Regions from separate parts of the Zea mays genome. Here region 2 is linked to region 1. A link is a contact called in public Hi-C data. All regions are on one chromosome and are shown on one strand. Each heading gives the region's core, a stretch centred on a gene start, on an enhancer-like site or on the middle of the called end of the contact. The rest is flanking DNA. Distances are from core to core; before and after follow the strand shown. Region 1 holds the start of LOC103629289 (protein argonaute 1B). Region 2 holds the start of LOC100272886 (STIP1 and U box-containing protein 1).

Region 1 (6,316 bases), core at 2,099-4,598:
GATATGAATATGTAAGTTTTCCACCTCTCTCTAAATGAGAGTTTGCATGGCATCTCATTACATAAGCATTCATATACTTCGAAATGACTTGTAGAGCACCTTGAAGAAGAATTTGAAGTAGAAGTGGAAGGGGAACCTGTTCCTCCATCTGAAACTTCTCCAACTGAGGTGATATCTGAAGGTCCTCCAGAAGGTCCTCCAGTAGGATTTGCTGCCAATTGCAATATTTTGGTAGAAGAGCCTGACTCTCCTCCTCATCAAGGCAAGCCCCGGTGCATTTGCCACCTCCTTGCTGTTTTAAAATTTTTATCACTTATATGCTGCATTAGGTGGTAGGAGTTGAATGGTTAAACCTTTGCTACATGACTTCCTTGAGTTATTGATTATCGTCCTTGATACCTGATTTAAAAAGCTAGATATGCTTAGCATGCTTATAGATGAGGAACAAAATATTTTGATGTATGAATCATGCTTTTACAAAGAAAAAGAGACTGGGATGATGAAGGTATCAAAGGCCTTGATGACTTCATCATTTTAGTAGGGTACCTCTGACATGTACCAAGTTTTCAGAAATAATTTAAGTTAAGACCAGACGTTGAGCAGGAAAGGTCGCCCGTCTGTGTCTCTTAAGGACCGTATGATTGTTGGCCTGCTGATTTAGGACCCTTTAACTGGCCACATGCCTCATCATGGGTAAGCTTAGCCTCGGTTGGACCAATACCAGAAAGGCTGGCCTGCAATGGGTGTGGAGAGATGGCGAGAGTATCGTGTATCCACCTGGCAAGAGGCTGGATGGTGGGGTACTGAGCTCTCGGTTGGTGTGGACCCATTTTGGTCTTGAGAAACCCGTGGGCAAGTTGACATATGCAAGGGTTATGTGCTACATATGTCGTGTGGTTGGAGATCCCTAGCTGGGTATTAATCGATTCGGATCGCCGAACTTCTCGGATATGAAGACTGAATCTTTGACCCTCATCGTAGATAACAAGTGAAACTAAAGATGCTAAAATGAAGTTAGTGTAAGAAAAGTTAATGATCTAGATTAGATAAATCTAGATTCAGGAAGAAACTTAACTTGTGAAGTAAAATTTTGGCATAAGAATCCACTATTAGTAATCTTTTCTGCAAAACTGAGTCTTTGAAATTTGGTAAGCTTTACGTTGACTCCCAACAAACCAGCATACCCTTGAGAGTATTTTCTTTAGTCGAGTAAGTCTCGCTGAGTAATTGCGTACTCAGGGTTTTATTCCTATTGTTGCTGTAGGAGAAACTATTAACGCCTTTGAGTTCTGCTAGAACTCACACTGGAGACTTCTACTTTTGTTTATGTGCATTATGTGTGGACTACGGGAAGATGGTTTCTTCCCAGTTGATGTAATAAGTTAGCACTTGACTCTACCTCAGGCATGTACTAATAATACCTACTACTTGGTTTGTATATTTCAAAAGTTTGTTAATGTATATTATCTTATTGTAAAATCTTCCGCTCAACTCTTGTATTTAAAGTTTATGTTCTTGTGGGATTATTGTAATACTTGCAACTATGGTGAATGGTCCTTGGGAATGAACAAGTTCATCGAAACTCGGCACCCCGAGTAAGTTATCTGATTCACTTGCATATCCATCCAAGGCCTTGAGGGCAAGGATTGGTGTACGTGGACCCGATAACTTGGTTGGGTTGTGACAGTGTCAAAACTAGCTATTTGAATCACCATCGTGAATGTATGATTTGATGCCCACCACAGGACTAGTCTAACGTCTACCATAATGTTTCCAGTCTTTAACAATAGGCTATCGGACCCATCCACTTTGGTCTTCGGGGTTCAATGACCCTGTAGAAGAAACCTAACAAAAATAGTATTGTTGTATAGTCCGACACCCATTATAACTCGCTAGTTAGTTTACCTAGATCATTAGACTCAATACATTTGTCTGACGTCCTACTTATCCATAGGGTCTATCAATCAATATCTCTCATGCTATCTACATGGAGGCGTTAGACCAATCCACTATAATCCAACGCCCCTAATACACATGGTATGATGCCTCAAAACCCCGCTCATACTTGTCCAAAATTGAAAGTTTAGAATTGGGTATCGATTCATGCTTTCTTTGGGCCTCTCATAAGCCATTTAAAGCTAGAGACAATTAGAGTGCACCACATTAAAGTCACTAGGCCTATCTACTTATAGTATTATAGTTATCTACTTAAAGACATTGGATATACTTCATTCCTCGATCAGGGTCTCTCGGTTCAATCAGACAATAATACCTACCCAGTGCAACTGATAAACATACAGACTTACCAGATTTGACATTTATCTTATATATCTTTATTCTTTACCCCAAGTATTGATTGCATTCAATCAAATACTAAATATTGTTTTCTCATGTTTGTTTGGTGATGACATCATGTGGAGTTTTGCATGGAATGGCAAAGCTAGAAGCTTAAATAAAAAGGCACAACCCTCAAAATGGAGTATATCCAATGCAGATGGCTCCGATGATGAAGTTTCTTCATGTACAATCTTAGAGGAAGGCCTTGATTATCCAATATGCTGGAAATCCTTCAACCTTGTGGAGAATATTTCCTATATCTTGTGCTGTGACCACAAAATGTGCGAAAACTTGTTTATAGTTTTTTACATTTGAAGTGGTGATAATTTAAAATTTCTTTATGAATTTGACATGTGAATAGTTGTGAGTTCTTATTCCTTTACATTTGCCTTAGTATTCAAATGATTGCAACATAAATGTATTGAATTATCTCTATGATACTTTATTGTAAAGATTTGGACGTGTTTGAATAATTATCCTATTTAAATAAGATTTAACTATGTGATATATAGCCGTAGCGACAAGCTATCCAATTGAGATCGACTGCAACCGATGGCAAACCATCCAACTATGTTCGCTTAGGGACGGTCGATATTCACATCGCATTCACAATCTCAATGTATCTTAATGAAATGTATATGTGCCTAGTTAGTTGATATTTTAGATAAAAAACAATGCACCACCAATTATTAACTCTATATTTAGATGAACCAAAGCTAAAAATTAACCTGCTCTATGCATGTATCCGAGTACGTCCATAGGCTAGTAGAACATGCATATAGGAATGGCGTACGTTGATCAACGCAACGGAGGCGCAGCTACAACAATTGATTTGCATACGTTTCATCACGTTTTTCTATAAATCCTAGCTTAAACCCTGCACCCCACGTGAGGTTAGAGAGGAGGGACTGCTTGTGGGCCGTAGACATCAGGGCCCGGCCTGGCTCGGACAAATGAGGCCCACAAAGGGCCAGCTCGTCGTGATCTGTCGGCCGGCTCTCGCTCTGTAGCGCGCGCGCGCACACAGTCACACACACGGGGGCTCCGCTCTCAGGTATCAGACACTCTCACACTCAGACAGACACGGAGACACCACGGGCGGGCCCCACCCAGTGGCGTGGCGTCATCCTTTTCACTTGGGGACTGCCCTCTTGCTTCTCCCTTTCCTTCACTTCACCTCGAAATCCAAGGAAAGCCAACCAACAAACACAGTGAGTGGAGCACGAGCGCGCTGAGTGGAGCAAGAGAGTTGGAGCTTGGAGCCCCTCCAGTGCTAAGCTAGGGTTCCATCCCCACCAGCGCCGCCCGCTCCCTTTCTCCGTCCGGTATCAGCATCGCCCTCCCTTCTCCGCTGTTCCGTCCGTACGTGTAGATAGATCTGTCTGTCCGTCGCTCTCTTACGGTTTTTTTTTTCTTGGTCACCCCCCCCCCCCCCCCCCCCCCCCCCCCCCCTCTGTATCTCTCGGTCGCCGCGCCGCGCCACCGTTGCTGCATGACCTCCATAGAGAGCATGTAGGGTAATTTGCCCGTCGATTGGATGGGATCTATCCCGTCCCTGCTCGAGTCCATCCGATCCGTTCAGGCGTTTCCCTAGTTGCGCTGTTGCCTTCTCCTGTGTATCGTTGATCTACTCGCGTTCCATCCACTGGTTAGTTTTTTTAGCCCTTATCCAAATCTGCTGTGAAGGGGTGTTTGAATGTACTAGAGCCTGCCAAAATTAGCTCCAAACAGTCTAGCTAATAGTTTAGTTATTAGCTACTTTTAGCAAATTAGCTAATACTAGTTAGCTAGCTAAGGGGGTGTTAATAGTTAGTTGGCTAAAAAATTGCTATTGAAATTAGCTAGCTAACAAATAGTTAGCTGACTATTAACTAATTTACTAAAAATAGCTAATAGTTGAAGTATTAGCTAGGATGTTTGAATGTCTCCAGCTAATTTTAGCCACTAACTATTAGCTCTAGTGCATTCAAACACCCCCTAAATTTATTAGAGCTAATAGTTAGTTGGCTAAAAAATTGCTAGTGGAATTAGCTAGCTAACAAATAGCTAGCTAACTATTAACTAATTTACTAAAAATAGCTAATAGTTGAACTATTATCTAGGGTGTTTGGATGTCTCCAGCTAATTTTAGCCACTACTATTAGCTCTAGTGCATTCAAACATCCCAAAAATTCCAATAGCAATTTTTTAGCAACTGACTATTAGCTCCATTGCATTCAAACACCCCTAAATACCCCCTAAATGGTATGGCAGGGAAGTGTAACATCAGACCAGTAGCCACAACCCACAACAGGACTCTCATCGCCACATTACTTGCTCTAGAATAATATAATGCCTTCTGAGACGGGACTGGTTTATTTTGACTTGTGCATGTCCCCACGCACCACGTGCATCATTTCTGATCATTTGCCACTGATAATGTATTTCCACGCATCATATCCTTCATCCATTGGCGTAGTTCATTTCTTATGTGAATTTAGTTATATCGATTTATTCTGTTGCGGTCGGTCGGCGTTGTATGCATAAGAGATAGGCCAAGGCCCAATAGTTTGCAAATGCCTAGTCCATGCTAGGCCTTCTATATATCTTTAAGCGCTAAATGGAACCTGTCCTTTATTTGACATCTGATCTGTTCTGTTCTTTTACCTCATTTCAATGCTATTTTTTCTATACAATGTACTTTTTTTTAGTCTCGGTCTTTTTTTGTAAGCTCTGCTTTATATACCAGCATCCGGCTGCCATGGTGAGGAAGAAAAGGACTGGCCCTGGAGAGAGTTCTGGGGAGACTTCTGGAGCGCCTGGTCAGGGCTCCTCACAGCGTCCTCAGGCAACACAACAGGGTGCCCGAGGTGGAGGACAACACCAGGTGCGTGGTGGATATCCGGGCCATGGAGTGCCGCCTTCAGAGCACCCAGGTGGTGGGCCGCCTGAGTATCAACCACGTGGCTATCAGGGACGTGGCGTTCCACCTTTACTTCCTGGTGGTGGGCCGCCTGAGCCTCAACCGCGTGGCTACCAGGGACATGGTGGATACCAGGGCCGTGGCGGGCCACCTTCACAGCATCCTGGTGGTGGGCCATCACCTGGGTCTCAGCCTCGTGGCTACCAGGGACGTGGTGGTCTGCGTCCCAGAGGGGGAGTGCCGCAGCCATACCGTGGCGGGCATGTGGGAGGTAGTGTTGGACCAATTGTTCCTTCAGGTCCGTCTAGACCAGTTCCCGAGCTGCACCAAGCCCCAGATGTCCAACATCAAGCCCCTGTGGTGGCAGCACCATCACCACCGGGAGCTGGCTCGTCCTCGCAGCCTGGGATGGCCGAGGTGAGCACTGGACAAGTCCAGCAACTTGTGATTCATGACCAAAGTTCAGCCAGCCAAGTTAGTCAGGTAGCACCAGCATCAAGCAAAGCTGTTAGATTCCCATTGCGCCCTGGCAAGGGTACGCATGGGTCCAGGTGCATCGTGAAGGCAAATCATTTCTTTGCTGAGCTGCCTGATAAAGACCTCCACCAATACGATGTAAGCCCATAATAAGACGTCATAATTCCTTGTCATTGTTTTTATGAAATTTTTGATAACCAGCCTATTGTGATCAGGTATCAATAACACCTGTGGTTCCTTCACGTGGTGTCAATCGTGCTGTCATGAAAGAGCTTGTAAACCTTCATAGACACTCCCATTTGGATGGGCGTCTGCCTGCATATGATGGAAGGAAGAGTCTTTATACAGCTGGAGCATTGCCATTTACTTCGAAGACATTCGAAATTACTCTGCAAGATGAAGAAAACAGTCTTGGTGGAGGACAAAGACACCAAAGGTAGTGCTGTAATGTTGTCTCTGTACTTAAAACGTATCCAAACTTTCCTACTGACATTTCTTCTGCTTTTAAGGGGCCAGAGGGTCTTTCAGGTGGTGATCAAATTTGCTGCTCGCGCTGATCTCCACCATTTGGCTATGTTTCTAGCTGGGAGGCAACCAGAT
Region 2 (7,411 bases), core at 4,569-7,068, 540 kb after region 1:
TACTCAATGTCGAGTGACATGAATTCTAGACTCCCGAACTTGATCACCGTCCCAAGCCTGAGCGGGTGATGAAAGCTTGCCATCTAGAGTCTTAACAGGAACTAGGGGTGTTTCACGCGACAGACACCTACCTGGCGCGCCAACTGTCGGTGTTCGGACTAAGGGTCCTAACCAACTAGTAAATAATGTCGCGTGTCCAGAATCTAGATGGTGTGCGAGTTGACACAAGCAGTTTATCCTGGTTCGAGCAATGCAAAGCCCTACTTCCAGCAGAGAGGGGATGAAGATTATATTACTCACACATGGGTGCCTGCAGTAGGGATTACAAGCACAGTGGGAGAGGGGAAGTCCCCAAGTCCCTAGAACTGATTGAGGCAAGTGCCAATATCGAAAGACTCGAAGGAAAACTACTGAGTGTTCGCCTACCCTTGGAAGAGTTACTACTGCCCTATTTATACACCTAGGAGATGTATACTGGTGAAGCCTGGGGCCATCATATTCTCAAGGGAGGTCTTGGCATCCTGTGAGAGATATGACGGTGCACTACGTTGTTGACTTGTGCTTGCTGATTTCCTGCTGAGAGCCGAGGCCGAGGCGAGGGAGAGGGGTTGGTCGTACGCTCGAGCCCCCGGGGGAGGGGTCGCCCATACCGTAGTAGTTGTAACATCGTTGTGGTATGGGTAAAAGCCTGCTTACGGGGTGCGTCAGCGTCCCTGTGCCGGATGACATTATGATTCCTTTGCTGCGATTATCGAGGTCAGAGCCCTGCTCGGGTGAGGCGGAAGTCTTCTCGAGGCGATGGTTGAGCCTTTCTTGATGTGTGCCACAGTTGGCGGAGTGACCGTCTGCGGGATTCGCGGTGGGGCAGGTAGCCGAAAGCCGAGCTCGAGCGAGGCAGAGACATCACCTGAGGCCGAGCTTGACGTCGGGCGAGGCGGAGATTTGCGCCTGAGGGCGAGCCCCGGTGTCGGGCGAGGCGGAGATTTGCGATCGAGGGCTGGTCTACTTCTCCTGTCGTATTAGATGTCCCATCGGGGGGATGGCAGGCGGCGTGCGTGCACAGTGGCAGGAGCGTAATCATGTTTTGCGCCTGGACGTGATCGCTGCCTTGTTAGTCACTGTACTCTTATGCCTCTGCGTGGGGTAGGTGTGCGCATTAAATGCGAGTGTCCCCGGTCGGCCTTCGGGTGCCTTTGTCTTATCTGTCTGGGATTGGCTCGGGCGAGACGAACGGAGCGGTGGTGACCTCGGGTGAGGCGGAGTTTTGCCTGAGGTGGGAGACCCTCGGGGAGGGGCCTCGGGCTAGGAGGTGTCTCGGTTGCTTTCCTTCGGGGGTTACGTCTTGACCTCTCCTGAGTGTGTTTTTATAGGGATAATCTAGGTACCCCTAATTATCACGTCCGACAGTACTAATTACTATCTTTTCAAGAATGTAACGACGCTCATTCTATTTTACAAAGCAAACAAAAAATACTAAATAGAGTGAAATGATAATGGAGCATTTCATTTCACAAACCAAACACCTCCATTAAATAAAGAATTATTTTCTATGATGATAGCCAGAGCACTATATAAGTTACTAGCACTGGTATGGTTCGTCTTTAGTTCATGTCAAACAAATATAGTCTTAATTAAATTTAATAATTTTGTCTCGTCTTTTAGTATTTATCTGTTTAATTATTTTTATGATTAAACTATATTTAATACTCAAAATTACCATTTAATATTTGATGTGGCAGAGACTAAATTTTAGTTGGGTGGAACTAAATACCCCTAAGATAAATTTAAATGGTTTTAAAAATTATTTTTAATTTAAATATGAAATAAAATAACTTGTCCTCTAGTTTAATAATTTTCTAGATCTTCTAATAACCAGCTCGATTATTTTACTATATATTTTTTTTAAAAAAAACGGAGTAGTTATAAACAGGACTTTAGTTTGTCCCTCGGCACACCGCACACCCTTGCTTGTCTCCAGGCGTACTTGCGTTTAGCGTCTCTTCCCTGCTGCCATCTCTGTCCGGAGGGCAAGCCATGGCGGCGGGCGGGGACGGCGTCGCTCGCCAGGCGGAGCTCCGCCGGATCGAGGGCAACATCTGCTTCAAGAAGGCGCGCCTCGGCGCCGCCATCGACTGCTACACCGAGGCAAGACATCTCCCGCTGCCCTCCTCCCTGGCTTCCCCAAATTCCCCCCGCCCGTGTCCTCCATCCACTCCCGCGAGCTGGCTATAGCCCTGAGCTCAGAGATTCCTTCCAATTTCAGAACGCGTTCCGCCACGATGCGATTCACGCCTCCTCCTGTCCTTTGATCCCCTGCAAATGCAATGGCCTCGTCTTCTTCTTGTTTGGAAATTTGCCACTTAAACGTTGGCTCCTTGACTGTGTCATGTGTCCATGTGTGTCGATTCTGAAAGATTCCTTCTCCTTGGGTGTTCAGTTTCTTGATTGATGAAAATTGCCTGGCTAACTAATCTGTGTTTCCTCGCCAGGCAATTGCGCTCTGCCCCGACGTCGCCGTCTACTGGATCAATCGGGCCCTGTGCCATTTCAAGCGCAAGTGAGCGACTTTACTTTTTGTTGCCTCCCTTCCTGGCAAGAAAGAAACAAACGTCTGGAATAGTAATCTTTGTGCACAGGGAGTGGGCCAAGGTCGAAGAGGACAGCAGGAGGGCTCTTGCGCTTGATTACACTTTAGTCAAGGTCACATTCTTGTTTCTTCTTTCGTCTCAAAACTAAAGCGCCGACTTCAGTTACCTCTACATTATGTAATCGCTATTCTTAACTAACCGTTTGACACCAATAAAGATACAAAAGTAAGTAGCCGTGATTATTCCGTTCCTTGTGTGATGTAGGGGCACTATCTGCTGGGGTGTGCGCTACTCGAGAAGGAAGAATCTGCTCTTGCTATCAAGGAATTCGAAAAGGTTTACCTCAACCGTTTGTCTCTTGCACGCTTGATGTGAGTTTCCTTGTGTAGGAGTGATTCAATTCACTCGTAGGGCTAGTTTGGAAACTTTAATCTCCTCCGGAATTGGAGGGGATTGAGGAGGAAATTAGTTCATTTCTCTTTAAATCCCAAGTTTAAACCATGTCAAACCGTGTGTGCCCCAAGTTTGTTGAACTGCTGGGCTGCATTTTCTTCTGGACATGTTATCCATTTTTGCCCGTCTTGCCATGATTACATCTTGCCCCTGAGACACCAACTAGAAGCATTAACTTTAAATTTCATATATAAGATTTCCATTTATGATAAATAAAACAACAAAATACTACCATACCAGAATGTGAGATGGCGCTGACCTCTGAGCAATGATAACTACCATTAACAGTTAACTTGAAAGTTTCTAGACTTGTGCAAACATGTGGCTGTTTCATGCATCTAAGTTTTACTTACCTTGTTAATCCTATTAAGTTGTTTTCTTCACCTTATAATGCAATTCCAGCATAGCTATACATATTTCCAGTTATTCAAACTTTCAGTAGCAAATAGCAATGGTCAATAGTACTCTATTATTATTTATATATTGCATAACATTGTCATGATATCCTGTTTCCTCCGTTATGTGGATAAAATATGCCTTATTGGTACTTTACTTTTGAGAAGTAGAAGCACTGCAAGGAAATAAATGTGTAAAATAGTATAGTCCTGGGTTTGTCTCCCTGCGAACTATGAAATGCCGTTGAGTCACAGGGAAGGGAATCTCGGTCGGTTTTTACCGGTAACCGGTAAAATTTCCCGTTCCCACTACTAAACGGGAAACGAAAAGGTTCGGGTTTAAGTATATTTCGGTTTAGAATTTGAAAATATGAAAGTCAAATTCTGGTCAACAAAACGGTTTTCAAAAAATGTAACGAGATTGTAATCCCTGAGTCATAAGCTTTAACGGCCTATATATTAATAACTAGTAACATGCTAAGGCCCCGTTTGGTTAGAGAGACTAATCTTTAGTCTCTGGTTTTTAGTCTCGTTTAGTCTATATTTTGCCAAACGGAGGGACTAAAGTATGGACTAATTGACTTTTAGTCTCTAATCCCTCACATGGGTGGTAAAGGGACTAAAGGGCAACATTTACTCCAATTGCCCTTGCCTAGAAAACTGACGCGAAACAAGAAAAGCGGTATTTTGGTCTTTATGTGTTGCATTTAATATATTTAAAATCTGTTTAGTCCCTACAACCAAACAATGTAGGGACTAAAGTTTAGTCATGAACTAAATTTTAGTTCTAGGACTAATGGAACCAAACGGGGCCTAAGGCTATGAGGTTACCTGATTCCTTTGCTAAGGTGGCTAGATGGGTCATTGCAAATACACTTGTATATTGACATCCTTGTTTAGTATATTGTTTTGACTACGGATACTGATGGTCCTGTCCTGTCACATTATTTCTAAGCTCTTGCCTTATCATGGGAAACAGGCTCTAACTCTCTTAAAGTCTGTGGATTCAACGTATGAAATGGCTGAGGACATTTGGCAGGTCCTTGCAAAGGCAAAATACTTAGATTGGGAGAAGCATTCCACTGAACGACTATGGAGGATGGAAAGTTTGAAGTATGTTAGATATTAAACCTAAAACAACACAGCACTATCATTTTGCTCTAGATCATACTGTGCTTATATTGATATGGCTGATTGGTTGAAGTTTCTGGCTATTGAAGTCTCTTAACAGAAGCGTATCCCCGTGGACATGCAGGGAAGCTTGTGAAACTGCTCTGCAGGAGCATCACTTTCTAACTGGTACACTTGAGGAAGACTCCAACAGGTCAGACAACGAGTATTCAGAGCAAATTAAACTACTATCAGAGGTCTTCAGCCAAGCGACAGTCGCCGATACACCAACAGATGTATGAGCAAATACTCTGACCAAACTTTGTTTTTTTTGGTAACTCTTTGGTTTCTATGTCTGATCTAAAACTGCTGCTGCCATGCTGTAAAACCTAGGTGCCCGATTACCTTTGCTGTCAGATAACATTCGAGATCTTCCGAGACCCAGTGATCACACCGAGTGGTGTAACATATGAGAGGGCTGTACTTGTTGAACATCTCCACAAGGTGTGCCCTTCCGCTGACGTGAAGCTGTTTACTTTTTGTATGTACACAAAATGACAGCAGAATTTTGCTCTAGCAGATGTGGTTACCATAAGCCTAACCTAACCGCTGTGTTTCCGTAACAGGTTGGCAATTTCGACCCGGTGACGCGAGAACCTCTGAAGGAGCATCAGCTGGTTCCGAATCTGGCCATCAAGGAAGCAGTGCAGGCCTACCTGAAAGAGCACAGCTGGGCCCACAAGTTGAACTAATTGGATGCCGTGTGCTTTGCTGACTGCAGATGCTGATAAATCGGGGATGGCCTGTTATTAGAGTTAGATTTTATGTTGTGTTGGAATGAGATTGATTGGATAGCTCGATTCATCGTTCTTAGTATTGATTGGGTAACTTGACCTGTAACTGCAATTCTGCAAACACTCATTGGATGGATGTAATGAAGCAAGTGTACATGAAACATTGGTTGGTTCAGCTCACTGCATGTATATGGTTGCAGCATTATATATGGTTGGTCGTAGACCCAGTGGGCCTCAAACAAGTTAGGCCTAGTTTGGATACTCTAGTAATGAGTGGGATTGAAGTGGATTAAGATGTATTGAGAGAGTATTTGATGTATTGGGGATTTACACCCTCTCCAATCCCTTCAAAACACTCCAATCCTAAAGTATCCAAACTAGGCCTTAGGTGGGCCGGCCTCTATCCAAGGCCCAGCCTTTTACTTGGCGCTGACAAGACAAAAGAGAGGAGACGAGAAAGAAAACAAACCCTAGCCCGCTACCCCTGCCCCTTCTCTCTTCGTCGCGCCTCCGCCTCCGCCGTCGTAGCATCCTCCTCCGCCACCTCGGCCATGGCGACATCCCCAGCGCTCCTCTTCCCTTCTCCCTCCTCGGCATCCTCTGCGCCTTCGTCGGCGCGGGTGGAGGCAGTGGTGCTTTTCAACGTCTGCGACAGCTACGTGCGGCGCCCGGACCAGGCGGACCGCGTCATCGGCACCCTCCTCGGTTCCCTCCTCTCCGACGGCACCGTCCACGTCCGCAACTCCTATGTCGTCCCCCACAGCGAGTCAGCCGACCAGGTCGGCTCAGATCACATCTCCAACGAACTCACTCGTTCGTTCGCATTGGGTTACTTGCTGATGATTGGCGCTGATGCAGGTCGCCATCGACATCGACTACCACCATAACATGTACGCCTCGCACCAGAAGGTGAACCCCAAGGAGGTCATCGTCGGATGGTGAGCAACCATCCCCTGGGCTCACAATTCTACATCCATAGCGCGAAACTAGGCATTTTAGGCAGACTCCGATTATATGCAATAGCTGAATCCCCAATGCAGAGTAACTTTGTTTTGGGGCTGTATTAGTTTTAGTGGATGCAGTCATTTTTTTTGCATCAAATGCACCACACGTCTTGTTGCTAGAATACGAGTTTGACATTACATGCCTGATTGCAGCTACAGTTATTGTCTTTTTTTATTGCATTGTGGACAGAATCAGAATAGTTCCTTCTTTGTGCTTCACAATAATTGATGGGCTCAGAGTTTAACATTACATGCCTGATTGCAGTTACAGTTAGTTCCTTCTTTGTGCTTCACAATAATTGATGGGCTCAGAGCTATATTTCGTGTCTGTTGGTTTGATATCATCGAAAGAACATTCCCAAGCACTAGAAAAGTCACTTCGAAAAGTCTGTGAATTAATTTACCAAGTATCCTTAATGAACTTTTTGAACCTGTTTGATACATATCTACTGTCTGTTTGTAGGTTCTCGACTGGATTTGGTGTTTCTGGGGGGAGTACGCTCATCCACGAGTTCTATTCAAGGGAAGTACAAAACCCCATCCATCTTACAGTCGACACTGGCTTCACTAGGGGGGAGGCTTCCATCAAAGCCTACATCTCATCCAATCTGTCCCTCAGAGATAGTCAACTCGCTGCACAATTTCAGGAAATCCCTCTGGATCTGAAGATGATTGAGGCGGAAAAGGCTGGATGTATGTTACCGGTGAATAGCAGATATATACCTTCTATCTGGGGGAGATCTCATTTTGCACCTGTATTAGTTGGTCCTTCTGTTACTGTGTTGAACTTCTCAGGAATAGTCACATCAGTAGTTGGATTTAGTAATAATGTCTCTGTTTCTATTTCTGTTTCTGTATTAATTTCTCGTAGACAACTGATGTTTGTAAGAACCATATTTTGCTCTGCTACATCCTCAGTTTTAGTAGCAGAACATTTTGAAGCTTCCATCACTCTTACTACCTTCTGTTACAGTTGAGATCCTGAAATCTACTATGGTAGAGAAGCTCCCCAATGATCTGGAAGGAATGGAGTCATCGATGGGGAAGCTTTACATTCTTATCGATGA

What was found. Hi-C and Micro-C count contacts between places; a contact is called where the count stands out from the background.
Region 2: a Hi-C map of leaf shows a contact between it and region 1, with 8 times the contacts expected there. The contact joins the promoter of LOC100272886 here to the promoter of LOC103629289 in region 1. A contact is called at or near these places in 4 of 25 Hi-C or Micro-C datasets (endosperm, leaf, leaf mesophyll and 1 more).

Annotation. Positions count from the first base shown.
Region 1 is chr6:51,069,394-51,075,709 of Zm-B73-REFERENCE-NAM-5.0, forward strand. LOC103629289 (protein argonaute 1B) reads left to right here and starts at 3,349. Exons shown (of 23, transcript XR_002263241.3): 1 at 3,349-3,662; 2 at 5,066-5,854; 3 at 5,932-6,152; 4 at 6,226-6,316.
Region 2 is chr6:51,608,861-51,616,271 of Zm-B73-REFERENCE-NAM-5.0, forward strand. LOC100272886 (STIP1 and U box-containing protein 1) reads left to right here and starts at 5,819. Exons shown (of 6, transcript NM_001147339.1): 1 at 5,819-6,119; 2 at 6,199-6,278; 3 at 6,808-7,037; 4 at 7,318-7,411. The coding sequence starts at 5,892. LOC100282870 (STIP1 homology and U box-containing protein 1) reads left to right here and starts at 1,952. Exons shown (of 8, transcript NR_178075.1): 1 at 1,952-2,145; 2 at 2,490-2,557; 3 at 2,637-2,700; 4 at 2,853-2,924; 5 at 4,416-4,549; 6 at 4,657-4,842; 7 at 4,940-5,087; 8 at 5,173-5,658.